2 separate regions of the Macaca mulatta genome follow, and region 1 is linked to region 2. The links are chromatin contacts, called in public Hi-C maps. All regions are on one chromosome and are shown on one strand. Each heading gives the region's core, a stretch centred on a gene start, on an enhancer-like site or on the middle of the called end of the contact. The rest is flanking DNA. Distances are from core to core; before and after follow the strand shown.

Region 1 (2,700 bases), core at 157-2,656, 80 kb before region 2:
TTCAGGGTTTGTTACCCCATGGTCAACCATGGTTTAAAAACAGGTGAGTACAGGACAATAAGGTATTTCCAGAAAAAGAGACCGACCACACTCACATAACTTTTATTACAGTATACTGTTATGATTGCTCTATTAGTTGTTAATCTTTTATGGTGCCTAATTCATAAATCTAACTTCATCACAGGTACACATGTACTGAAAAAACAGTATATATAGGGTTTGGTATTGTGGTTTCAGGCATCCACTGAGGGTGGTGGAACTTAAACCCTACAGAAACAGGAGGGAAACTACAGTATCACAGGTTTTGAAGATGCAAGGGAGCAATAAACCAGAGTTTGGGCAGTCTCTAGAAGCTGAGAAAGGAAACAGATTCTCCCTCCTAGAACCTCCAAGAAAGAAAAGCAGCTCCGGCAACATTTTATTTTTAGTTTTCTTTTCTTTTCTTTTTTTTTTTTTTTTTTTGAGACAGTCTCACTCAGTCACCTAAGCTGGAGTGCAATGGCGTCATCTCAGCTCACTGCGACCTCCACCTCCACCCTCTGAGTAGCTGGGATGGCAGGCGCGCGCCACCACGCCTGGCTAATTTTTTGTAGAGACAGGGTCTCCCTATGTGCCCAGGCTGGTCTCCAACGCCTGGGCTGAAGAGATCCGCCCGCCTCAGCCTCCCAAAGTGCTGGGATTACAGGCGTTAAGCCACGGGGCCAGGCCCCTGGAAACCATTGAACAAGTTCCATGTGTGATTCCTCGGCACAATGAAATATGGGATCAGATAACTTGCCTCTGATTTACTACAGTAACGACAACAATAACAAAAATCACTATTTGCCTTTCCCTTTACATCCTAAGCTCCAGCTCCAGGCCTCCGTACTCCTCGCGACCTCTCACAGGGAGAGTCAGCGTCGGCCAAGAGCTTCCGGGATCGGAATGAGGAGGCGGCTGGAGAAGTTGCTTTCTCCTGAATAGGGCTGATCCCAGACGCACACGGTCATTACACGCCGGGGACGCTCAGTCGGTGCGTGTACCCCCAAGCAGGGCCAGCCACGCATTCCAGGTTCTCCATGTGCCCAGACGACAGTAATCCACGGTACGGCAACAGATCTGCCTGCTAACGCGCGAAACCGATCAGCAGTAACAGTAGCACCAGGAACGGCGGCACGAAAAGCCGCTCACGGTCCAAGCGGGGCAGGCGAACACTCGGCCAACCGGTCGCCAGCCAACTGGGAGTCCCACCCACCTTTCCGGCACTGAAGACGCGATTGGCCGCGCCTGGTACCGCATCCTCCTCTTGACCCCACCGACACTACGGCGACGGACGCTTGGGAACGTTGCACAGCCCTCCGCAGGAAGTACTTCCCTGGGCGGAAGCTTCTGAGCGTGATATAGCGGAAGTGCCTTCTCTTCCGGTCTCTCTGGTCTCGGCTGCAGAAGCGAGATGGTGAGTTGTGACGAGGGTCTGTGTGAATCGCGTTCCATCCTCGTTCTTTGTGCCTCCCTGTCTGCTGTCCTTGGGGGTCTGGCAAGATTCCGGATAAGGGGAACTGGTGGGCAGAAAAGAGGCATGCAGTGGCCCTCAAGAGCCAGAAGAATGGCTGCTAATTGGTGCTTGGGGGACCGATCCCGCCGTAATTGTGGAGCTAGAGCCGCATTGTGTCCCTTGCTTCGGTACAACCTTTGGAGACCTTTCATAGCTCTAGCCTTGTTTGGGAGCTGAAGGAAGGAGTTTGGGAATGTTTGGCTGTGTGTAACAAATAATTCATTGGTGATGCTGTCTGGCCGGAGTCTATAAAGATAAGGTATATTTCAGAACGTTGCAACTCTTGTGGAGGGCTTTAGGTAACGTGAAATGCTGGTAGTGGTCTCTGACTTGGAATTCGTGGAGTCTTCTCCCACAGTTCCGACCTTTATGATTGCCTTTAGGTTTTATCAGTGCTTGGTTTCCCGGAGAACTCGAGTAAATCTAGAAATTGCCGCGTTTCATAATTATCTATTCCTTTAATGTCCAGACGAAGGGAACGTCATCGTTTGGAAAGCGTCGCAATAAGACGCACACATTGTGCCGCCGCTGTGGCTCTAAGGCCTACCACCTTCAGAAGTCGACCTGTGGCAAATGTGGCTACCCTGCCAAGCGCAAGAGAAAGTGTAAGTAACATTTTTCAGACCAACTGTGTTAGCTTTTGTTTGTATTGCACTTAAGTGGGGGCATAGGTTTGAACTTTATTTGGTGCCTATCTTAAAACTTGTACATCTGTATGCCGATGAGGTGGCATAAAACTCGTGTGTTAACAATACCTACAAGGTGTGTGGGGGAAAACCGTTTGAAATCTTTTCTGAACTTTGTTTTAGATAACTGGAGTGCCAAGGCTAAAAGACGAAATACCACCGGAACTGGTCGAATGAGGCACCTAAAAATTGTATACCGCAGATTCAGGTACAGTTTGTATGTTCGATCATAATTGGTCCTATGGGCTTGAATGAAACCCTCGTGTTTACTTGTAAAAATAACACTACCCTGATGGTTACTGGGGATGAGTTGTTGGAAGCATTTTTATTTTTGGTGGTTGTTGAGACAGGGCTTCACTATGTTGCCCAAGCTTGAGTGCAGTGGCACGATCACGGCTCACTGCAGCCTCAGTCTCCCCAGCCTCAGGTGATCTCACCTCAGCCGCCCGAGTACCCGGGACTACAGGTGTGAGCTGCCAC
Region 2 (2,700 bases), core at 22-2,521:
GACCGGGCCTCGCTCTGTCGTCCAGGCGGGAGTGCAGTGGCGTGACCTCGGCTCACTGCAGCCTCGACCTCCAAGGCTCAAGGGATCCTCCCAAGCCAGCCTCTGAGTAGTTGGGATTCCGGTGCGCGCCGCCAGGCCTGGCTAATTTTTGTATTTTTGGTAGAGACGGGGTTTCGCCATGTTGGCCAGGCTAGTCTCGAACTCCTGACCTCCCAAAGTGCTAAGATTACAGGCGTGAACCACCGCGCCCGGCCCATTTTTCCTACTGTGAGCGTGTGGTGGTGAAGAAGAGCTCCCGGTACGGTATGGTGTCATTACTGTAATTCCTGCGGAGGCGCCAGCACCTTGACCTGCCGTTGCTTTTCCACCATCAGTGCAAACGTCAGCATTGTGCAAAGGGCAAATCACGTCTTCATATTAGTATGAAAATAATTTTGGCTTTGAAAGAGTGTCGGTGACCCTCAGGACAATGTTGGTCGACATCAATGGTTCTCAATGGGGCAGGGTGGGAGGGGTGGTTTTTCTTCCAGGGGAAATTTCACTGTCTGGGGAAACCATTGGCTGTCACAACTGACCAGTGGTGGCATCCCGTGGAGAGAACAGAGATGCTGCTAAGTACCCTACAATGCACAGGACACCCCGTCCCCCAACAAAGCATTATCCAGTTTGAAATGTTAATGGCGCTGAGGCTGAGAAAGCATGACTTCCAAAAACGAGTGTATTGGGCAGGAGAGTTGGATAAATTAACAATCTTGATTACCTTTGTTACATGTGCTCGTTTATTTTCAAGACATGACGCACAGCTACGTTCAGGCCGTAATACTGCCTTCCGAGTCCAACTCATTGTAACTTTCACGTGAAGGCTGCAGTTCAGCCTGGAGCCTCCCTGACCAGCTTCCCCGCCCCGCCGCCTCGAGCCCTTTATAACCGAGTTTTGCCTCGCTGTTCTCTGCGTCTGGCCGACCTCATCAGCTAGGCTATTAGGCAGGAGCATATCCTAATCCTTTGAATCCCGTAAAATCGTTTTCCCCTCACCTTATTCCCCACTGACTGGACGCGACGCTGCGCGGTACCGCTGGGGCGGCTCCTCCTGGTGCGCTCCTCACCCCGCGCAGCCTCATTTTCCCGCGCTCCTGCGCTGCGGTCATTCGGTGCTGCTGTTAGAGGGCGCGCCCAGCCGCGTGGCCCTGATTACTACAAATCCCAGAAGGTCATGCGGTGGGGGCGGCCGCGGTGACTTCTGGGATTTGTGGTCTCGGAGAAGGGATTGGCGGAGGAGAAAGACAGAGTCGTCTTTCCTTTGCCTGCTTCTGTGGACTGTTCGAACGCCCCGGGGTGGGCCAAACCCGTTTCTTAGGAAACCAGGGATCCAGGGCAGGCAGGTAGGAATTTGGGCGTGATAATTTCTGCTTCCAGTGGGCCAGAATGTAAACACGGGGCCTTGGGAGGTGTTATCAGGTAACTGGGGTTGCCCGGTCGGCGGTGGAAGCTGAAGAAGAGGAGGAAAACGAGGCGAGTGGGTGCTGTGATTGGGGCAGAAAGGACCTTCGGAGTAGGAGTAGAAACCCGACGGAATCCGGTAGAGCCTGTTCGCTTGGGTTGGTCTCCAGGGACAAGCGAGTCTAGGGGTCGGGCCCGCAGTGGCACCTTCGCCAGGCTGCGCGGCCGCAACGTTCGCTGCGCGGTGGGAGGGGCGGGTCGAGCCGGCCGCTCCCCGCTGGAGAGGTGTCTGCGGCCCGGGGCGGTCCGTGCACGCGCAGGTGACGTCCGGGGCAGCCTTTCTGAGCATTTTTATTATTGTTGACCAATGAAGGGAAAGTCGCTAATACTGGTTTTTCTCTTGCGGTGGCGTTTTTTGGTAAATCGTTTCTTGGATTCCTCACCTCTGAATACCTCCTTCTACCCAGAAGGATGCTGTTGTGTTTTCCTGATCTTGTTCATGTGGTGGTTTTTCCCTTTGGGTGCTGCATCCTCAGACAGTCAAGACAAGCCCTCTCTGGCAGCTGGGTAAATGTCAAGCCGTCAACAGTTATTGAGCGCCTACTATAGGGATCATTGTAACAGTACAGGAATTTAGAATACAGCGTCGTTGTTTAGAGTTGTTATGCCATTCCTGAAATATAATGCTGTATAAAAGGTTGAATTTGTCTGGTTTCATGAGTTTAACATGAACATGAAACCGGTGTGATTGTGGTTTACCCACATGGTTTCTTATTCTGGTAAAAAAATGTTAAGTCTAGGATGTTGGCACCTTGGGCTTCTAACTAGACTTAGGAAACCCTCCTTCATAAGAAGTTTTCATTTCGTGTTCAGATAGTCACAGAGGAACAATAAACTCGTACGGCTTAAGATATCTGAAACAACTGGGAGTGTTAAATTTTCCAATGCAGAAAGTGCTTTGCATGTTCTAGGATTCACACACCTTTTTAAGCCTGGCTAAGTTTACTTCAAAGCTTAAGTCCTCCAGAAAGCCTCAAGTGTCCCTTCTCTGATGTCATGGCATCCTTTGTTTACTCTCTTGTAGCGCTTACCGTGTATTGAAATTGACTGTACTCTGTGGTTTCCAGACACTTTTGAAGAAAATATAAAACTTCGCGAATGGCCTTGATAACAGATTCATGCTTTTACACCGTAGTGGGCCCTTGATACTACTGTTTGGTATCTCTATTTATCCTTTGTTGCTTTTCCTTATCTCCGCAG

The links. Hi-C and Micro-C count contacts between places; a contact is called where the count stands out from the background.
Region 1: a Hi-C map of fetal cortex germinal zone shows a contact between it and region 2, with 2.6 times the contacts expected there. The contact joins the promoter of RPL37 here to the promoter of TTC33 in region 2. A contact is called at or near these places in 3 of 14 Hi-C or Micro-C datasets (fetal cortex germinal zone, fetal cortical plate and liver).

The regions. Positions count from the first base shown.
Region 1 is chr6:41,909,943-41,912,642 of T2T-MMU8v2.0, reverse strand. RPL37 (ribosomal protein L37) reads left to right here and starts at 1,406. Exons shown (of 4, transcript XM_001086649.5): 1 at 1,406-1,435; 2 at 2,004-2,139; 3 at 2,344-2,428. The coding sequence starts at 1,433.
Region 2 is chr6:41,829,326-41,832,025 of T2T-MMU8v2.0, reverse strand. It overlaps TTC33 (tetratricopeptide repeat domain 33), which reads left to right and starts at 1,271. Exons shown (of 5, transcript NM_001261196.1): 1 at 1,271-1,382. LOC114678771 (a long non-coding RNA gene) reads right to left here and starts at 1,188. Exons shown (of 2, transcript XR_003730295.2): 1 at 1,036-1,188.